Linked DNA regions of Arachis hypogaea: region 1 is linked to region 2. A link is a contact called in public Hi-C data. All regions are on one chromosome and are shown on one strand. The core of a region is the stretch at or near the end of the contact, and the rest is flanking DNA. Distances in the headings are between cores, read along the strand shown.

The links. A called contact is a pair of places that touch in the nucleus more often than the background predicts.
Region 1: a contact with region 2 is called in a Hi-C map of leaf, with 4 times the contacts expected there. The contact joins the promoter of LOC112776241 here to the promoter of LOC112779525 in region 2. A contact is called at or near these places in 3 of 8 Hi-C or Micro-C datasets (leaf and an unstated tissue).

The regions. Positions count from the first base shown.
Region 1 is chr19:40,891,570-40,897,139 of arahy.Tifrunner.gnm2.J5K5, forward strand. It overlaps LOC112776241 (zinc finger protein GAI-ASSOCIATED FACTOR 1), which reads right to left and starts at 3,073. Exons shown (of 3, transcript XM_025820317.3): 1 at 2,511-3,073; 2 at 447-843. The coding sequence starts at 2,757.
Region 2 is chr19:40,500,676-40,505,906 of arahy.Tifrunner.gnm2.J5K5, forward strand. LOC112779525 (psbP domain-containing protein 7, chloroplastic) reads right to left here and starts at 3,290. Exons shown (of 3, transcript XM_025823824.3): 1 at 1,614-3,290. The coding sequence starts at 1,959.

The DNA.
Region 1 (5,570 bases), core at 1,823-4,322, 390 kb after region 2:
TCACATTCCATCCGATAATTAATATATAAATAGAGAAATACTTGGTTATAAAATGTCAATAAGGTGGTGCATATGCTATAATAATTATTATGGAGTAATACTACTTGAAATTATATGTTTATTTTAAAGTTAAAATGGAATTTAATAAATAATTATGAGAAATATTCAACTTAATGCTTAATGTGGCCACACAAAATTTTCGTGTACCTAACTAATATACAATTAAAAATATTATGTACAAAACAAAATCAACTACCAAAATCAATCACTATATATTTATATTTGTGTATAAATTAAATACATATATATTAATTTTATATTTTAATATATATTTTATATAAATAATTAATTTTTAATATATACTTAATATGATAGTTGTTTAAAATATAATGATAAATATAATTTGTTTAAAAATATATTTTAAATAAGTATATATATTGATGAACCTGGAAAAGATGGTGCCACAGTCACATTTGTACTCCCTTGTACCGCATATTTTGGAATGTGCCTTCCAGTCAGATTGAACAGCATATTTCTTTGAGCACTTATCACATTTCCACTTTTTCTCACCATGCTTCCTACAAAAGTGTTTCTTGATCCCCGTGAGGTCACCCAACGCCCTCGCGGGATTGTGGTGAACGCACGAGGACTCAGGACACACATATACTCTCTTTCTCACCTCCGTGCTCGTTCGCTGCTTCAGCTTCCACGGCAGGTTGTGTCCTCGCCGATGAAGCTGAAGGTTCTGGTCTCTTTGAAACCCTTTGTTACATATTTCGCATATGAAGCGGTTTGTGGCCATTAGTGTTGTTGGTGATAGAGCTATCACTTCAGCACTGGGATCTGAAATTTACAAGTGTATTGTGTCAAATGTTAAATACTGTTTATGCATAAGAAGTATATATTTATGTCCTATTATAACATTAATTTTTAATGTGAAATTATTGTATGTCACCCAAATTAAAGAAGATAAGAATCTTGTTCTAATTATTTAATTTCAGTTGATATATATGTAGCTGGAGGAAAAGACAACAAAAAAACCTGAAAAAGCTAACATATGTATTGTATGTGCACGTGTATGTTAAATTGAAATTAACGATGAAAATGTAATATTGGATTGTTTGTTCACAAAACACCAAGTGGAACCAATATGGCATGTAAGGGTTTTTATATATATAATTTTTATTGAATTATCTGCATTTGAATTTTAGTGTAGTATAAATTATACTAATTTTCTAATACAAATCTCTAGTTATTAAAAAATAGGGAGAAGACACAGCCATTCAAGCTAATAAGAAAAAAAATACAAAATATTATGTATACACAATATTGAGTTATTTAATTAATTATTATATATTTATATATAAATATGTTTTTTAATTTATTTTTAATATATATTTTATACAGATAATTTATTTTTTGTATAGGCATATAATGTATATAAGTCAAAGAGATAATTGGATGTGTCATTTAAATTAGATCAAAAACTACAAAACCTCTCTCTCTCCCCATATATCTTCCAACCGCATTATTTTGGCGCATTCTTAAACAAACACAATGAAAAAAAAGTTTACATAAGCACATAAATAAAAGAGGAGAATGAGGTATCTCATATGCGAAAGTATATGGTCCTTTATACCTGAAACAGTTTTGACACACAAAAAAAAAAAAAAAAAGGAGGGGGGAGATAGAAGTAGCTATAGTAGACGTAGTAGTAGTCAAGCAAAGTCAACAGTGAAGGAGGGCAATGATTGTAAACCACTGCAACCCAATAATTGAGCCTCTCTTCTTTCTTACTACTTATAACGAAACCAATAATTCACCATTTATTTTTTATCACCATCCAGATCCTTGTCTCTCCACTTCATTTAATTAGTAACTAATCATAATTAGAGGAAATTAACTAATTAATACATTAAATATGGAACTTAATTACACATCCCTTGTTTTTGTATTGAATTGAAACAGATCAGGCCTAATCCTCTTTACTTAATTTTGTGGAGCATATAGATTTATACTTTTAGTTAAATGTACTCAAATTAATTAAGACTCCATTATGTCCAGAAATTTAATATGGGACTTTTTCATGAAGCTCACTTTGTAATATGAGAGCGAATATACAACATTATAATTCTTAATTTTATTTTTTGGAACCAATTAAGGACATGGGTGAAGAAGTATGTATATAAGGACATGGGTGAAGAAGTATGCAAATTAATGAAAGGATTGCCAGAGCTTTTGTTATCTATGCATGCCATAAATAACAACCTTCATCTATATATATTATATGGTTCAATTTTAATTTGATTATGTATCCGTTTAAAATTCTAGAAGAACTGATCTTTGCAAAACAAATAATAAAGCAGAAAAAATGTTAATTAAAGTTTTAAAATAGTAAACTCAAAATTAGATAAAAATGTAAAAAAAAAAAAACAAAAACAAAAACAAAAATTAAAAACCATTTTAACTTCCCCCTTTTTCTTGATGTTGTAAGAAAATAATAATTTTACCTGGATTTCCCGGTAGGTTCCTTTTCTTCTTAGGAGGTGGAGGAGGAGGTTGAGAATTTGAGTTGGAAGCATTGCTATTATTATTTTTATTATTTGTTGTTGTTGTTGAAGTATGAGAATGTGGACTATGATGGAACCTACCACCAAGAATCTCTGAAGATTGTTGTTTCACCACTGCATCTTCTAATAATGGAACTGTGTTCTCTGTTGAGAAGCTCCCACTATCACAACTTGTTATGTTTGACATTTGATGAGGCAACAACCAAGAATCTACTCAAATTGTTCCCTTTTAATTTCTTAAACACTAATTAATCTCTCTCTCTCTCTCTCTCTCTCTCTCTCTCTCTCTAAAGCTAAGGTGTTATAGAAGTAGTTAATTATGAATTTTCATGAGAAAAAGAAGGGATTTGTGGGAAGTAGAGGAAGACAAAAAGCAGGAAACTCTCCTCCTTTTATGGTGTGGTGAGAGGAGAGAGGGTTGGCACAAGAATACAAGAACTATATGCTATATGGATTTGCACTCTAATATAAAAAAAATATATGTATTATCCTTCTTTCATCAGGATCTACTTCTGGTGATTATAGCCATATATATTATTTTACATACACATTAAAATTATTTATTAACATAAAATATATATTAAAAGATAAATATATATTAAAAATAATTTAAAATAAATATATATTTATATAAAAATATATTATATTAATAATTAATTTTAGTAGTTAATTTTTATATAAAAATAATATTTTTGATTATTTTATATGCCCTTGCGTCCCGTTATTTCATATATTAAGAAAACGCCCTTTACTGTTATTTTTCAGAGAATTTTTTTAAATTTAATTAGATACAATGCATGTTCTGTGAATAAAAACATTAGTTATTATATATTTATTTGTATGTGTATTATTTTAGATAATTTTTAATAAAATAATTAATTATTACATTAATTAAATTTGATTTATCAGAACAATCAAATTTGTTTATAAATATTAAATACATATTTTATAATATATAGTTTGGGGGTTGATTATATATATATATATATATATATATATATATATATATATATATATATATATATATATATATATATATATGGTTGTTAAATTTATGTATGTTGGTAAATTAATTATGTAACATTTTAATTTGTATTCTTTTTTACATAGGTTATATTTGTGTTTATTATTAGGAGCACTTTTAATTCGTTGATATTTTAATTAATTTGGATTGCTATAATAACAACAGTTTTTATTAGTTTGTTTAAATAATTGTGTTGAGGATTAGAATTTTTTTTTTATTATATACAACAATTTATTAGTCTATAATAAACTATTAAATAAAATTTTAATCTATCACAAATTAGTATTTAACTTCTTGGATTAAAGAATATCATAAAAAAAATTTGTTAATATTTTTTTATATTGAAACAAACGTTGTCATTTAAATTTTCTATCATAAATAATTGTTATTCTTTATTTACACACAACTTTTTATCAACCATAAATTATATATTTTCATCTCAATCTATATATATACACACTCTTCAATATTATATTTTCTTATTATTTAACAATACATATTATGCCTATATGCTATATATATTGTGTTCAAATATTATATATTTTCCTAATGCATATTTACATGAAAGGTGGAAAATATTTACAAATATCCCTATTCACATAATGGTATTTTCCATATTTTTCCGGGAAAAATAAAAAATAATTAACAAACACTGGGTATTAGGGTATTTAAATTCAAGTGGTCTTTTAAAAGGTCAATTTATTTGAAGCTGCTAGAGGACGAGGGCTTCTGGTTGGAAAATTTGTCTGTTTCTGGGGATATTTTAAGGAGAATAACACTATTCCGAAAACACCCTCATCTTTAAGAAGAACAACAAAGTTGCCACTATGAGTTAGACTCAGCCGCCTAGAACATGTTATTACCAATTTAGCCTTACCCTCTTCACGGGTGGACTCTGATCGAATCATTCTCGAAAATGACCCCACAATAATACAAAAATTCTTATATTTCACGTGTGTCTCGGATGACCTCCAAAAGGTTACAACCAGGGGTAATTATGATATTGGAATTTCGTTGTAGGGCTTTTCTGTAATTTGATGCAGCTTCGAATATACCCAGCTGTGGCGTGCGGTAATTGGTCCACTCGTTATGTTTATTGTAAGAGTAAATTACTAAAATAATATTTAAAATTTACATCGCTGACAAAATGAATTTAAAAGATGTTAATAATAAATAAATTTTTGAAATATTTACAAATACAATAAAAAAAATTAAATATTAAATATATATTTTACAAAATAAATTTAGAGATCAAATTTAATATTAATTTTTAGAATTATTATTAAAAAAATAAGATTTTTTTATTTTTAAAATTTAATTATTTTTATCAAGTGAATTAAAAAAAATTGTGAATAACTATTTTTTTAAAGAATAAAAAAATTTAAAAATCAAATTTTACTCTAAATTTTTTATCACATTTTAAATATTTATTTAAATATTGTCAAAAAAATTTAGATATAATAAATAAACTGTTTGTAAAAGTTTTTTTATTATTTACAAAAAATATAATATTTATTGATTTTTTTTACCGTATTTTTAAATAATTCAAGAATTATTTTGTCGATAACATCTTTTAAGGATCTTATTGACAATGGCTAAATCTTTTAGATATTAAATTGGTAATTAATTTTTTTCTAATTAAAATTAAAAATAGGAAAAGTCTAGGGGCCAGCAACTTTTGTGTTTTCTGGCCAGCTTTCGTACACGGGAAAAGCAAAAGTGGGCTGGTGCCCAATTTTAGGGAGTAGCACCCAGTGTTACCTAATCTTCAAGGTACTGGCGCCCAGCGTCCAAATTCGGAGTCCGACTCCAAGTGTAATTTCAACTCCTAATAGCCCAGAATTCTTCAAAATCGAACGCTAATCCAAGGAGCCCAGCGCCACTAAGCCCAAATTCAACTCCTAGAAAACTCTAAAATTAACTCAAAATTCAAGATTTAAAAGATTAATTAGTAATAACTTCTTCTAAAAAGATAA
Region 2 (5,231 bases), core at 2,040-4,539:
TAATATAATATATACCCAGGACAAAATGGTAATTAAGTTCAAATAGTTTAAATAAAGCTAATTACCTATCATTCAAAGTAGCGATTTTTAATTGAATTGATATAGGGATTAAATGGTCGAAAATCGAAAAAGTCCAACAAAATCACATACGTCAGTTTGGTACTTCAAAATTCGAATGCCTCCTAAAATTGGTAAATAAAAAAAGTTGTATCTTTTATAATTAGTTAGTCCACCTAATCTTAATTCTCTAAATCGGATTAGAACTTTTATCTTAGAAAATTTTGAAAATTAAAAAATAGTATAAAATAAATAAAAAAATAATGCAAAAATCACGTATATTTAAAAAAATTCTTACGTGATGAAATGTGTTAAAAATATAAATATTTATGTGTATTTTTCTATAAAAGATATAAAGAAGTTGTATTAAAATTTTTACATATTTTAAGAATAAGATTTTAGAGAATCTGTAAAATAGTATTTAAGAGAGAGACTGAAATTGATAGACAGAAATAAAAAAATAAAGATGAAGGAAAAAAAAATTTCTAAAGTGATAATGTTAAAAAGGTGATAAAGTAATATTTTAATCACTTATGAATTTATAACATTTATTATCTGAGTCCCAATATTTTAATTTAATGTTGATTAATGATATTTTTTTTTCTAAAATGACAATATAATTTTAGAGGAGACAGATCCACAACAAAGAGATAAATATTAAATTAAATTTTTGAAGGGTGTTTGGTACGAAATAGATATAACTGAAGGCTAAAAAATTTTGATATGGAAGCAAAATGAGTGATATACTTTAACATGGTAATTTTTTATGTTTTTTAAAATTGTGGGAGTCCACAAATCAGACCATCTGATTTGTGTTTAAAAAGTTAAAAAAAATTAAGAGTACACAAATGGGAGGCTCCGATTTGTGTTAAAAAAATTGAAAAAACTCGGAGTACACAACTCGGACCATGTGAATTCTTTCGAAATTTTGCTTCACAAATCGCATGATTCGATTTGCAATTTTTTTTTTTTTTATATTTTGAGGGACACAACTCGCAGAGTTCAAATTCTGCTTTCTTTGATCCCACAATAAAGTGAAGCATCCCTCCTTTTTATATATGAGTCCAAACACTTCCTTTGTTTCCATATTCAAATTAAAAAGCGTATAACTGAAATTAAGAAGCGTATAACTGAAATATACATTAGTATCTTATTTGAGGAAAGAAAGTGTCCTCATAAAGTGAGGAAATAAGAGTAGAATAGAAAGTTAGAGTCAAGAGAATGATGAAAGAAATATAATAAAAATTTAAAAGTTAAATGATGATATTTTTAAAAATAAATATTTTAAAATTTTAGCCCTTAATTCTGTATCTCTAATACTAAAATTGTTTTTTAGCAAACACAATATTCAATTTGTGCGCCCATATTCAATTCCAGTCTCTTCGAATAAACACTACTTAAAATGTGAGACATTGCTCACTCCTAAACTAACTTTTAACGTTGAATTAAAGTCATCTCATCTGGATTCTAATATAACCTAAAGTATTAAATTAACATATACTTAGTTTTTGAAAGAAGAACCATTTTGATTAATAACCGGTTTAAAATAGTCATACCAAATCCTTCCCTTGTGTCAAGGCAACGGCTGTAACCTCCAACGGGATAAAGCACGTCAAGCTTCAGATTTCGGCCATTTTCCGGCGATAAACCTAGCAGAAAGCTCGTGATTCCGGCGAAGTTGGCACCCACAGCTACAAGTGAAGCTGAGCCCACGCCGACAAGAAGCCGGCGCTGAAATCTATTGGCCAAAGGTGCAAACTGCTCAGCTGGCGACGAAGAAGAAGAAGAAGACCCCAACAAGGAACTTCCTTGTTCTTCTTCTCGTTGTTGCTGTTGTGAACAACAGTGTGTTGTGCGAAAACGGTTCAATGTGTTACTAATAAAGCTGCATTGCAACGCCATGCTTTACTTTCATTTGAATTCCAAACTAATAAAAAGGGGCACTGGTTTATTTCGAATGCTTGAAATCAAGGTTTTGAACTATTTTGGTTTCGAAATCAAGTCTCGTCTAATGGAAAATGCTGATGAAGTGGTGATCGATGTTACTGAGTGTGGGGGCGTTTGTGACTCTTCTCCATTAGTACGGCGGATAACTCTTATCCGCTTTCTGTGGTTCTCGTTTCTCTATCTATGCTATTGGTACACTATACGGGGTAAATATAACAATGAAAATACAAAAGTACTATTTTTACATTAAAATCAATCACTAAAATCAGTTATTAATATATTTATGTATAAATATATGTGTGATTTAATTTATTTTTAATATATATTTATATTTTAACATATATTTTATACTAATAACTTACTTTAATGACTGATTTTGGTATATACGTAGCATAAGCCTTGAAAATATCATCAAGTAATTTAAAAGCCTGTTAACAGAAAAACATAACGTGATTTATTTGTTAATTTCAGAATCTTGTCATTTAAAAAACTTTGTTTGCCAAATGTCTCGTTTAAAGGATCAGTTATTGAGAATTGTGGATTTTGGGATGGGATAGAGTGGGTGTGGCACTTCTAATGGAGAAGAGAATTCCGACAATGGAAGACAGATGTACTGGACCAGTTGCTACTTATCCTGCAATCTATTAGACTGATAGCAGATGTGCAAGATAGAATGGTATGGAGGTTTCATAAGGAAGGAGTTTATTCAACTAACTCATTTGTGCAGGTTTTGCAGGAAGAGAATATGGATGAGAAGATCCTAAGCTACAGGTTCACAAAAGACATTTGAAAAGGTTTAGTTCCGTCACGAGTGGAGCTGTTTTCCTGGTTTGTTTTGGTAGGCCGAGTCAATACAAATGATCGATTTAGTCGACTGGGTGCACTGCAACAGCATGATACTATGTGCATGCTATGTAAGAAGGATGATGAAAATATAGAATATCTGTTTAGTACATGTGAGCACTACTCTTGGCAGGTATGGTGTGCTTGGATATCGGCGTTTGGACAAGAATGGCTTATGCCCAGTACTGTGAAACAGCAATTCGAGAGCTCGAGAACTGTCCCAATGAGAAAGGAGATACGCAGGTATTGGCTAGTTAGCTTCTTCTCAGTGATATGAACTATATAGTTACGTAGAAATGATGTCATTTTTCACAACAAGGCAATAGGAATTAGAGACCGCGTGAATCAATCTTTTTCATATGCCAGAGAATGGTGTTATAAATAACTTATATTGTTGATGGCAATGGATGACATAGGAGTTGTGAAATTATTATGACTTGTTTTGTATCTGTTGCTGTTGCTCTACGTATGTGTTGAGCTTTTTCTTTCAAAAAAAAAATGTCTCGTTTAAGAGAGTTCATTTTGTTATGTTTTTTAATAATTTAAAAATATTTTTATTGATAATAAAATTTGAGATTATTTTTGTCAGTAATAAAATAATTCGAATATATTTTTGATAATTTATTTTATTTTATTTTTTTAAATTTTGCACAATGTTTATGTATATATTTTATATATTTTTTATACACAACGAAATATAATTTTTTATTTTTGTTTTAAATTTTTATGAATTATTTTTTAATATTAAAATTAAAAGATGCACATATATAATAATATAATATTTTTGTACTTTTAATTCGGAGTAAATTATTTAAAATACACCTGAAACATCAAGTGCTAAGAAAAATAATTATAAAAGTGTTTTAGTATTGTTATATTACAATAGTTGGAAATTATACAAATATTATTAAAAATTAAAATAATGTAGTTACATTAATTATGTAACTATTGTTAAAATTAAAATATATTTTTCTATAATTTGGTAATATTTTTTTAAGTAATACTTTTTAAAAAGTGTTGTTTAACAATAAAAGAACGTCAGTTTAATTTTCACAATATTTTAAAAACATCATAGCTATTCCAGGCTAACACTTTACTTTTATATTATTAGTATTTGGATAATAAACTTTAGTATACAAATATTTTTGTTGGTCAATTATTGGCCAAAAAATAAAATTATATATTTTTTATACACAACGAAAGATATTTTATATTTTGCACAATATTATCTTATATATTTTATATATTCCTTGAAGCCACCTTTGCATTTTTATTGACCTTGAATCTGATTGCTTTCTCAAATAAAACTTTTCCAAGACAATAAAATAGTTTGGATTGTAACCTGCGCGCTGGGGTTATGGTTAGAGTGATTGTTTTGTCTTCAATTGGTTCTAGTCCTAGGTTTGCCATTTGTTTAGAAGTGGTTTGTTTGTGTGGATTGGATCTTTTGTGTTCTGAGAAAAGGCTGAGGTTATGATGTCCTGTAGTTTTTTCATATTTATGCTATTGAGGGAAGGAAGGTTTAGGTGAATTTGATCAATTTATTCTATATTTATTCATTGAAATAGTATAATTTTATGAATTTTTTTTAATTTGTGCTTAAAAATAAAAATATATTTTTTAGACCCTAAAATTTTTAAATTTTATTCACTTTAATTCCATTTGATGCCTTGATGTATTTGTTAAGTGATTTCAGGCTTATAAGATAAGTATGAATTGAAGAAGTGAGGAAAAAGCATGCAAAAGTGAAAAATTCATGAAGAAATGGAGTTTGGAGCTCTTCAAGGTTGTGCGTACGCATAGTGATGCGTGCTTACGCACGTTTTGAAGTTCGTGCAATCATGCGTATGCACGGTTGTAATTATGTGCGACCATGCAGACAGTCGTGTGTACGCACGAGCGCAATCACATGAGCTCATTTAATGCAACACGTGGGTCGCGATTTTGGGGCTTTCCAAGCCCAATCCAACTCATTTATGAAGTTATTTGAAGCCAAATTCAAGAAGGATGAAGAGGGGGGGAGGGAGCAATTAGGTTTAGATTAGTAACATGTTTTAGGTTATATTATAGGGAGAGAAGCTCTCTCTTCTCTCTAGAATTTAGGATTCTTAGTTTAGTTTCTCTTTAATTTTAGTCGTTGATTATTGTTTTAGTGTAGTTTTATTTATATTTTCATGTTATTTTGTCTTGATCCTCTTAGTTTCTTTTGTTATTTTCTCAATTTTGGCACTTTTAGTTTATGAACACTTGTCAATTTTGATTCCTTTTAATGCAATTTTGATGTTTTAAGTTTCTTTGATGCTTACTTGAGTTGTTATTATCATTTTTTTTGTAATTGGTAGTTATAGAATTTATTATTATTGTAATTTATATTATTTTTCCTT